Regions from separate parts of the Mus musculus genome. Here regions 2 and 3 are each linked to region 1. Evidence: chromatin contacts called from public promoter capture Hi-C data. All regions are on one chromosome and are shown on one strand. Each heading gives the region's core, a stretch centred on a gene start, on an enhancer-like site or on the middle of the called end of the contact. The rest is flanking DNA. Distances are from core to core; before and after follow the strand shown. Region 1 holds the start of Itga3 (integrin alpha 3). Region 2 holds the start of Phb (prohibitin). Region 3 holds the start of Luc7l3 (LUC7-like 3 (S. cerevisiae)).

Region 1 (3,581 bases), core at 5-2,504:
AGTACCCCCACTGCTTCCGGGTGGGCTCTGGCCTCAGAGTAGAAGACAGCGCCTCCTCTGTCTTCTACTGTCCGTTCCTCTAGGGGCAAGAGGAAGTCTCTGGACAGCTCCGAATGCCCAGCCTCTTCATCACCTCACTCTGCAATGCCAAGCCCTTGAGAAGTGTGGTCCAGCCTGGTTCTGCAGAGGGCGTGGCTGCTCTGGCCACAGGCTAAATGAGAGGGCTAATAGGGATTTGAACGCATATATTCTCGGTTCTCTTCAAGGAGGAGGGGAAGAGCGATGTAATAGGTGTTTAATATACAGAGTTCTCCTAGCCCGGGAAAGAAGCTAATGTTAGGTACTGGATTCTCAGGGTGCTGGGCAACAAAGACCCTACTTCCGAAGATGTCTGAAATGTGGAGCGGTCGCGTCTAGACAGGTTCTGGCCAGGTCAGCACTTGCCATGATTACTGCCCCCCTCCCCCCACCCCCTTCCTCCACTTGCCGCCAAGCCCCACAATCGGAGAACTGCCGTCTTACCCGCCCTCTTAATCCTGGCTCACAAGGAAAGGCCAGCAGCAGCAGGCCTGGAAGTCAGCGGGCCCAGGGCTCCAGTTTAGCTTAGGTCAGGTATCCGCGCACATACCCCTCTCTCTGCACCCCACCTCACCGCCGCCAGGCTGACTTACAGGTAGCGCTGTTGTCGCTCAGTCTGCCGATGGAGGGCGACCGAGTAGCCGAAGAGGCTACCGGGGTTCACCGCCTCCTTCACCACCAGGAATCGGGTGTCCAGGTTGAAGGCGAAGGCGACCCGGCCGCAAGCCGCCACCATCAAGGCCAGAGCGCGGAGCAGCCAGCCAGGGGCGCGGGGCACGCGGCAGGGGCCGGGGCCCATGGCTGCGGGCCGGGCCGTAAGGGGCCGGGCGAAATCGCTAGAGGGCTCAGCACCGGGAGTGATGAACGGTTCACCTGCTCCAGGCGCCACCAGAGGACACCCGAGCCCGCAGAGCCGCTGCACCGGTAGTCAGGCAATTTTTTACCCTAGTCCGGGTCACTTTCACGTCTGCTCCGGGTGCTTTTCCAATCCGTTTTCCAGATCCGTGGATCTACTCTCACGTTGGTTCGGTGGACGGGTCACCGTTCCGAGCTCCGAGCACCCCACACCCTAGATGGTCCCGGCCGCGCCCCCTTGGAGGTGTTAGCTCTTTGGACCTCGGCTAGGTGGAGGATTTAGAACGGCAAGCCCTCGATCACCAGGAGGGCAGGAGGGAGGGATCCTCCCCAGCGCGCCCCGCCTCCCCACCGCCCAGCCCCGCACCTCCCCACCTTGCGCGCCCAGTCCGGGCTCCGCTTTCCTTCCGGGGAAAGAGAAAAGGTCCCCGCTCGGCCGCCGCCTCTTAAAGGGGCAGCGCCGCCCCTCCCTCTCCATCTCTCCTATCGCGACTCCGCCCTCTCTCTCAGACACCTGTCGGGAACCCTTAAAGCCCGGATTTCCCCTTCCAGCGGAGAGCTTCTTCCTAGGAGCGTCGCCTTCGGTACAAGACGGATTGGACGGGCGGGGCCAGAGGTGGATTTGCTTGGCGCTTGCGGCGGCTGCTACTGGAAAGGCCGTTCAAGGCACCGCCAGCACCGCGATCCCCGCTGGACAAACCAGGCGTTGGCTCTTCGGAGAACGGTCGACTGTGTTCGGCTGCCTGGAATGCGGACCTCCGCAGTGATGTGAGTCCCTAAGAGGTGACTGCGGGTCTCCGGACTTAACTTCTTCGTGCTAAGTACACTCAATGTTATGTATGAAGGAGTATTTCTCCTGCCCACCCGCCTCCTCTCATCCTGTTCCCTGCTGGAAGCGGCTCCTCCGCAAAGCCAGACAGATATTTAGTGGTGGTGATGACAACCCATCAGAAATAATAATTAGCAAAGGGCAGCCTTTGTCTCGAAGCAGTGAATGGGACCTCAGCCCCCACAGGTGTGATGCTGGGTGGAGACAGGTGGGCTTGACTCAAAGATCTCACTATCCGAGGAAGAATTAGGGAACTCCAAGAGTGTATGGAATGTTGTTTTGGTCTAACTCAGATTTCCCCTAATGCAGAACAAGACTCATTTTCCCTGAGCATCGTTTTCTACATGTTTTTATAATTAAATAAGAACAGCACATGCAGCAGGCACTATGCTAACTGCTTTACAAATACTACTTTTTCAAGGCAATATACATGTATACAAGTATATATGTGTATACACACACATCTACACAACCACCAGTCTAAGGAAAAGGGAAAGCAGAAAATGAGCCCATCCAATGGGATTCTGCTCCGGTGTTTGAGGAACCAGCTCATTCTGTGTCTGATTCCCTATCTAGACATTGTGACCTTAGAAGGTACAATCATTTCCTCACAGCTGATCTTATCTCTTACACTCAAAGGTGCAGCCCTTAGAGACCAGGATGTCCTTTTGCTCATGACAATTACTGACAGTTTGTCGTTGCCACCACTATGTAAACCCAGGTCTGTACCTGTCTCTCTATTTACATATGGGAGCAGAGCTGTCTCTTCATCAGACACAGCCCTGGAGGGACCAGGGGGAGCAAGCAGCTTTCCCTGCATAAAGTAAGTTTGAGATCTTTGCAGCCCCATGTGGCCACATTGATGCAGGAGCAGCCCAGATGAGCCTGGAGTTAAATAGAAAGATGAGAAAGCAGAGGTGAGCCACCGGAAGGCGCGGGTCTACGATTATGAAATCCTTACACCAGTCATCAGGGAATTAGCTCTGCTTTTAAGATGAGAACACCAAGGCTCAAGGAAGTTACGCTATTCGGCTAAAGCCACAAAGCTAAGATTCTAATAGTGCGGTATCTAACCCCAGAACCCTTCTTAACCATTATGCTAATGATTAACCCTTAGGACAAATCAGATTTTGTTGAGACTTGGTGTGACCGGAGCCTCTCCTATGGGAGTGTCCTCTTCCATTACTTTCTACTTCCCTTTTGGCCTGGCAAATTCTAGATGCCCCGCCTAACTGGTTAAAATGGTAACTGCTAAACAATCTATCTTCCTTTAGCTTTGCAAATACCAGAAGATCTGATGACCTTTCTAGCCTTGTTCCTCTGTCTTTGCGTACAAACCAATGCATATTTACTACCCGGCTGTTTAGCTCCCGATAAGAAGCTTGTCTGCTTTAGGAATGGAACCGGTCCCAAGAGATAAAGTAGATTGTAGTGTTCTGGGCAGAGGGGGGAAAACAACAAACATACCAAAACCCCCAGAGATGTAAGCCATAGGCAGCAAAGACCACTCCCTCAGCCTATAGAACATGCTTCAGTCTGCATATGGAAGTCAGGACAACCTCATGGGCTAGGTGATTCTTCCACTTTTACATGCTTTCTGAGGTCAAACTCAGGTCATCAGCCTTGTACAGCAAGCACTTTATATGCTGAGGCATCTTGCCAGCCTGGTATGACTTCTGCCATGTAGCTCAGGCCAGCCTCAGAATATTGGCTACTGAGGAGCGAGCATCCTTAACCAGGTAAAGTTAGGAGCGTGGCTTTAGGATCTGCCCAGACTCCCACCTTGCTCCCATCCCCCAGCTACGGGCCTAGGCTGAGC
Region 2 (3,830 bases), core at 1,005-3,504, 590 kb after region 1:
GCCTTGAACTCAGAAATTCTGCCTCTGCCTCCTGAGTGCTGGGATTAAAGGCGTGTGCCACCATGCCCGGCTTATATTCTGAATTTTTTATGGTTTGTGTGTGTGTGTGTGTGTGTGTGTGTGTGTGCCACACCACATGTGTGTTGGTGCTCCAGAGGGGAGAAGAGGGCATTGGATCCCCTGGAACTGGAGTCACAGGTCTCTGAGAGTCACCTGCCATGTGCTGGAAACCAGGCTTAGGTTCTCAGGAAGAGCACCACTGATTTTAACAGCCAACCAGCCACCTCTCCAGCCCTCTGCCCATTTTGAATATTTTATAAGTACTGTTTTGTTTTACAGTGCTGAGGTTGGAACTGAAGACCTAGCGCACTGTAGGCAAGTGTTCTGCCTCAGCAATTTCACTTGCTGTGCCCTCCTTCTCTTCCTTTGTGAAGCCAACAACCCTTGCAAACACTAAGTTTCAAAATCTGTGGTTCACCTATTTAATCGTTTATTAGGAGGGAAAGCTCTTCGTATGTTGATTGATTCTTGCCCATTTGAGTTATGTAACATCATTCACACTTTTTTTTTTTGGTTTTTCGAGACCTTTCTCTGTGTGTCGTCCTGGCTGTCTTGGAACTCACTCTGTAGACCAGGCTGGCCTCAAACTCAGAAATCTACCTGCCTCTGCCTCCCAAGTGCTGGGATTAAAGGCATGCACCACCACTGCCCGGCCATCACACTTTTTTTTTTCTAACAAAATGTATTTGTTTTATTAATTTTAAGTATTTCACTTATATTCACCACCTTATTTACCCTCCCCAGGCCCTTCCAGTCTCTCTTCCACCCCAATAGTCTTCCTTGTGTCTTCACATTCTCTCTCTCTCTCCCTCTCTCCCTCTCTCTCTCTCTCTCAGATGCCACCTGCTTCTGCCTCCTGGGTGCTGGGATTGAAGTCGTGCACCACTGCACCTAGCTTGCTTTCATGTTCGTTCGTTCGTTTTCTTTCTTCCTTTCTTTTAAATGTATATCTGGCTTCTTATATTTTAATAAGAAATAAATACCGATTGCAAATTTAAAATTGCATTTTATCTTTTAAATAAAAGTTAAGCTAAGAATAAGGAGCAGGTCTTTCTTAGAAGTCCAATGCACTATCCATTGCGCCACAGTGCCAGGGGTTTTCATGTTCTTTACAGATATTCTCAGGAGAGTTTGTATTTCGGGAGCAACAAGCCCAAAAAAATAAACTACTTCATTTTAGATTTGTGTCATGGAGAGGAATGCTATAAAAGTCACTATTTGCTTAATTGGCAAAATTGGAATGCAGACATGGATAATATTTACTTAAGTAAAAGGATAGTAGCCGGGCGTGGTGGCGGACGCTTTAATCCCAGCACTTGGGAGCCAGAGGCAGGCGGATTTCTGAATTCGAGGCCAGCCTGGTCTATAGAGTGAGTTCCAGGACAGCTAGGGCTACACAGAGAAACCCTGTCTCGAAAACAAACAAACAAACAAAAACAAAAAACAAAACAAAACAAAAAGTAAGAGGATAGATATCCTTGATCTTAGAGAATAGTAGGAGAAAGAGAAAAGTGGAGGGAGGCGAGGAGATGGAACAAAAACAACAACAAATACGCAAATTGTTGACAACAGGTGAACTTGAGAAGCCATACACATGATCTCCGTCCCTTTTTTGCAATTCCTCGAATATAACTTGGAAAAAAAGATGCCCAGAGATTTAGACCCTAAATCAAGAGCCTTTACTGAAGTATTGCAAGACCTGAATGACCGACTCCCTTCCTCTTCTTTCTAAGCCGTTTTTAAGGTTATGGAGTGGCTTGGAAGATCAACATCTTACGTCCCTGAGGGCTGTCCTTAACTTCCCTAGCAGTCTCTCAGTGCATGAATTATTTTACCTCACCTTTATCCAAAATGCCCACCCATTCCTTCACCACCTTGTGATTTCCTCTACCAAGTGGAAGCCCAACTCCTTTCCGATCCAGTCTGCTTCCGGCTTCTGGAACCACCTCCTTGAGGAATAGGCACGTGCATATATTACCAAGGAACTACAACTCCCGAAAGGCTTTGCGGCAACATCCCATCCGTTCTCACCAGTCAGAAACGGGTTTCCTGAAAGAGCCCGTTGCTGCATGATCTTTTGGGAGTTGTAGTTGACCTCATTAAAGCCACAGAGCCCGCGGAAGACTGCAAAACACGTTTCCCAGAATGCACGTCGCTCGGCTTCACCAATTGAAGGGTCGGATCTTGAAGAGGCGGGGGTCGGGGGGGGGGGAGGAGCTGCCTGGCGCACGCGCAGTATCCGGAGCTGGGGAATTCATGTGGAGGTCAGAGTGAAAGCAGGTAAGCGTGGTAGGAGCGGTAGAGGCCTCTGGTCCTATGTCCCTGTAGCCTGCCTCTGCTTTCCTATGTACAATGAGGGCATGGGATGCATGTGTGGGTACGCCTAGTGGAGAAGGGGGAAATCTCGGTCCAGAAGGAGTTAGGAATGTGCAAGGGGAGGGGACAGGATGAGGAAAAATCCAGAAGCTGGTGGAGTAAAAAGAGCTGGATGTCAGAGACAGAGGATAAATGTGCATGGAGAAATCCCGATACACAAGCAGTTGAAGTCTGAGAAAGGGGAGGGCGAGTTTGAGGATTGTACCAAGGGTGACGCAGGGGCGGGACATTAAAAAGTTCAAGGCTAACTGGTTTCTAGTTTGTCAGCTACGTGCCCCCACCCGTCCCGCCGCAGCCCCACCTCCAGTCCTTCACCGCTCTGCCTCGCTGCACCCCTGCCAGCCCCTGCTTTCCTATTAACTGGTATGGGGAGGAGTTCTACAATGTCTTCTAGAATTCGGTCTTCTCATTCTAACCCTGGTTCTACTACTTAAGAGTATAACCTCTCTATGCACTTCAGCAGTCATAACCTTCATAAAGTAACTGAAGGTTAAACAAGGCTGTCGGAGACCGTGTAACTTAAATGTTAACAGAAATTGCCCTTTTTGTTGTTGGCTTCAGCCGTGTAGCACCGGTCTCGCTTGTGGCCTATTGGTCTAGGAAAAGGGAGTGTGGTTTTTCTGTGTACTAAGTTCCTCGTGGGTACAAAGCACCGTTCCTACGCTGAGCCAAGTGTCGCAGACTCTTTCTCTGAATGGTTGTAAAGAAACACGTCCACAAACGCAGACATGATCTACAGTTTGCAAGGTGGTCAGTGTTATGGGGCGTTCAGTGAGTGAGTTTGGGCCCACAGGTGTAGACATATGAAAATGTATGTTGAGACATGAACTCTGTGCCTCAGAGCGGGCTTTCTCTGAGAATCTGGTGTCAAAGTGTTTTATGTTTACCCCGTGTTTAGGTGTGAGTGGAAGCAACAGAAGGAGTCATGGCTGCCAAAGTGTTTGAGTCCATTGGAAAGTTCGGCCTGGCGTTGGCAGTTGCAGGAGGCGTGGTGAACTCTGCTTTGTATAATGGTGAGGCGCGGAAGAGCTTTCTGCATAGTTTCTGTTGATCTGCATAGCCCATGTGTCATTCCTTTTAAAAAAAAAAAAAGATTTATTTATTTTATTTATATGAGTACACTGTCGCTGTCTTCAGACCCACCAGCAGAGGGCATTGAATCCCATTACAGATGGTTGTGAGCCACCATGTGGTTGCTGGGAATTGAAATCAGGACCTCTGGAAGAGCAGTCAGTGCTCTTAACCGCTTTGCCATCTCTACAGCCCATTTGACATTCCTGATGCTAGCTGCTGTCTGAAGGTGTGTGAGGTTAAGGGGGACTCACCTGCTACCCCACATACTGGTTGTGAGTCATCAGAGGCCTATGATCACTTAGGCAGGGGTTCTCAGCCTT
Region 3 (3,777 bases), core at 437-2,936, 750 kb before region 1:
AGCTGGTGAGATGGCTCTGTGGGGAAGAGGTCTGACTGCTCTTCTGGTGGTCCTGAGTTCAAATCCCAGCAACCACATGGTGGTTCACAACCATCTGTAATGAGATCTGATGCCCTTTTCTGGTGTGTCTAAAGACAGCTACAGTGTGCTTACATATAATAAATAAATAGATTTAAAAAAATACATAATTTACTTTCCTAAAAAGCCTGTTAGCCAATCGTGGCAACGATGTAATCCCAGCACTCTGGAAGCGGAGTGAGGATTTCAAGTTCGAGAACCACCTGCTTACAGAGTAAAACACTGCCTCAAAAACAGAAACAAAACAAAGCTTTTGTTGAGCCATTTTCTCATATTTTATCAAGTGATTTAAAACTGCTGTTTGATTATAACTGCAAGGTAAAATCAAGTGTACCCACTCTCCAGTTCAGATCTAAGACAGTGTGCTCCACGTACAAAACTAGATAAAAAGTACTTGAAATACAGTACAGTATATGCACGAAGAACAGTGCAACCTCAACAGTGCTACAAAAATTAGATTTAGCTTTCCCGATCACCAAGAGACCGAGAGAGAGAGAGAGAGAGAGAGAGAGAGAGAGAGAGAGAGAGAGGCTTTAGCCTCACCTGCGACCCAGGAGTTATAGTTAACCTTTCTAAGAGAGTAAAAGGACCGAATGAGTTTATGTGAAAACAAAAACCTTCACAACTGCCTAGCTGAGGGTCTACTACGGCCATCAAGCACGCGTCAAACGGCCATCAAACCGCATTAGCAAAAAACTGTTCATGATAAAACTGTACCTCGTTCCGTCTTTCAACTGTCTACCTTCTCACAGAAGTGTCCAAATGGCAGCACTCCTAAGCAATGCACTGCTACGATGTCCTTCCCCACGAATACTGGTCGGGAGTCAGGCTATCTATCTATATGACTCCCGACTCTCTCACACACACACACACACACACACACACACACACACTCACACACTCTAGATAGATAGATAGATAGATAGATAGACAGACAGACAGACAGACAGACTGCACCCAAATAACGGAAGCCTGCTTTCTTATTCATACGGTAAAACCCCGGAGCTCTGGTGGAATCAAGCGAGCCCTTCCTTCTTCCTTTTCCCGCGTTTCTCGGCCTCACCAAGGTGCTTCTTCTTCTGCCCAGCCAAGCGCCATCCCGGACTTCCTCCACACAACAACAAACGCCGCTATCCCCCGGATTGGCGCGGAATCCTCCCTCCGTCCTGGGCCGCACGCCCGCCTCCCTCCGCCGTCAGGTGCTTCAGTCGGCGCGGCCAGGTCCCCCCAAATCGCGCCGCACCCCGCTCGGGCCAGCCTCGGCCCGCCCTCGGGTCCCTTCAGCTCCCCCTCCCCCAGTCCCCGGGGCACAGGCCCGAGGCCCACGGGACTTACGCTCTCGTGGTCCCAGCGCACGTTGCTGCGCTTCTCATCCGGGGCGAGGTTTCGGTCCCGGCCCATTAACTCATCCAGCAACTGCGCGGCAGAAATCATGGTGCTTCCTCCGGGCGGCTGCTCACGCCAGCCCTAGCACCCACCCGATAAAAAACCCCACCAGCCGCCCGGCCGCCGAACCAAGCCCCCTCGGCCCACTCTCAAGCTCGAAAAGCCTCTTCCAGAGAGGAGCCGAGAAGACAAAATGGCCGCCGCCCGGGCACCTTCCCAGCATGCCGTGCGCCCGTGGAGACACGCCTAGGCCCGGGCTGCGAGGGCGGGCAGCGCGGCTTCTCCGGCGAGGGGGCGGGACCTCCGGCCCGGGCCCGGGGCAAAGCCCCGCCAGGCACTGACTCCGCCCCCGCCGTGCCTTCCACCCAACGGAGCGGTGGACGCTCTAACGGCTGCCGGTGTCGGCCTCTTTTTTACTTGGAGAAAGAGCAATCTAGCTCTGGGTCCTTTGCCACTGCCCTGAAACGGAGAAAATGTCCCTTTGTCCACGTGGTGTGCGGGGGACCATCTTCCAGGGAGGGAAACAAGAAGAGCGAGCTGCGATCGTGCTCAGACTCCATTTTCCTGTCGCTGTAGTTTCTTCCTCCTCTACCTGTCCTTATTTATGTCTGCACCCTCCACCCTTCCCACACCCACCCAGTTCGATGCTGGGGATTGAACCGGGAACCTTAACGCTTAACGCTCTACCAGCGAGTTAAATCCTCAACTCTTCTACCCGGTTTTGTCCGGACTTCCTCGATTTTTAGGGAGGAAAATCAAGGAATAGACTATATGCGGTGGAGGAATTATGTTGTAATACCTCCAATCCAGGAATTTATCTTCCTTCACTTTGTATCAAATGTGTTACTGTGTGTTCAGGGAATCATAGAGGAGACCAGAGGTTACCCTCTGGAGTCCATTACTCAGGAACTATCCACCTTTGTTTGGTTTTTGGTTTTGTTTTTCGGGATAGGGTTTCTCTGTAACTTTAGCTGTTCTGGAACTCACCAGGCTGGCCTCGAACTCACAGAGATTCCCGTGTCTCAGCCTTATGAGTGCTAGGACGTGCCACCATTGCTCCTCAATCTAAACTTTCAAAAGATTAGGAAAACTTAGCTGGGCTTGCTGTCACCGTATACCTTTTATCTAGGAAGGCACTGGGAAGGCAGAGTCAGGTGGATTTTATGAATTAAAGAGGTTCACCTGCTTCTGCCTCTTAAGTGCTAACACTTGGGAGGCAAAGGCAGGTGAATATCTAAGTTTGAGGCCAGCCTGGTCTACAAAACAAGTTTCTGTATAAAGCCATGGCTGTTATACAGAGAAACCCTTTTTCAAAAAGAATGTCTCACTGGGACGTGAGCTCTCTGTCAGCCTGAAAGCCCTACGAATCCTTTTATTTCTGCTTCCTTAGTACTGCAGCTATAAACCACTGTTTTACATGTATGTGCTGGAGGTTAAACTCTGTTCTTCATGCTGAGTGGTGAACTCCCTGGAATTTCTTTAAAAGTATTAATTCGGCCTTGCAAACTTTTAATCCCTAGCAATCCAGAGGCAAGTTGATCGAGGCCAGCCAGGGCTACATAGTGAGACATTGTCTCAAAAACAAGATTCATATTCAGCTAGGAATAGCAGACCGGGCCTATAATCCCCTTGTTTGGGAGGCTTGGCCAGAAGGATTATTGTTCCAGACCAGCATGGGTTGCTGTGTGAGTTCCTGTCTAAAACAATTTTTAAAAAAAATAAAACCCAGGGGCTAGTGAGATGACTAAGCTGAGAGACATCTGTGGACAAGCTGGATGAATGTGACAAGAGTTTCATCCCCCGGACTCACAGAGAAAGGAGAGAACCAACTCCCGAAAACTGTCCTCTGACCTCCACGGGCTGATCCACACACACAGACACTGGCACATAAAATAGAATGTAATTTTTAAAAAATTAAGGGCTGGAGAGATGCCACAGCAGTTGTTGGCATTGGCTGCTCTTGCAGAGGACCCAGGTTCAATTCCTAACACCCACATGGCAACTCACAGCTGCCTAACTCCAGGGTCAGACACCCCCTGCCCCCAGACAGACAGACAAGCAGGCAAAACACCAATGCACATAAAGTAAATTATATTTAAAAAGTTAAAATTAAAAATTGGAGGCCCAAAGTTGGTGGCTCATATAATCCTCAGGAGGTAGAGGCAGTCAAATGTCCAGGATAGCTGGGTTACACAGAGAAACCTCAACAAAACTTCTGTTATATGCCCACATCAGTGTTAGTGTGCAGATTAAATTAATTGATATACTCTGCACATTGATAGAGGAGACCCAACAGGTTCTTAATTCCTTTAT

Evidence for each region. Promoter capture Hi-C pulls out the DNA fragments that hold promoters and counts their contacts.
Region 2: a contact with region 1 is called in a promoter capture Hi-C map of liver, with 2.3 times the contacts expected there. The contact joins the promoter of Phb here to the promoter of Itga3 in region 1. A contact is called at or near these places in 2 of 39 promoter capture datasets (hippocampal neurons and liver) and 2 of 115 datasets of contacts at active chromatin or transcription factors (both in bone marrow-derived macrophages).
Region 3: a contact with region 1 is called in a promoter capture Hi-C map of liver, with 2.2 times the contacts expected there. The contact joins the promoter of Luc7l3 here to the promoter of Itga3 in region 1. A contact is called at or near these places in 1 of 39 promoter capture datasets (liver) and 1 of 115 datasets of contacts at active chromatin or transcription factors (pancreatic cancer cells).

Annotation. Positions count from the first base shown.
Region 1 is chr11:95,075,460-95,079,040 of GRCm38.p6, forward strand. Itga3 (integrin alpha 3) reads right to left here and starts at 1,255. Exons shown (of 26, transcript NM_013565.3): 1 at 672-1,255. The coding sequence starts at 877.
Region 2 is chr11:95,664,703-95,668,532 of GRCm38.p6, forward strand. It overlaps Phb (prohibitin), which reads left to right and starts at 2,255. Exons shown (of 7, transcript NM_008831.4): 1 at 2,255-2,340; 2 at 3,335-3,449. The coding sequence starts at 3,362.
Region 3 is chr11:94,320,277-94,324,053 of GRCm38.p6, forward strand. Luc7l3 (LUC7-like 3 (S. cerevisiae)) reads right to left here and starts at 1,687. Exons shown (of 10, transcript NM_001361574.1): 1 at 1,414-1,687. The coding sequence starts at 1,512.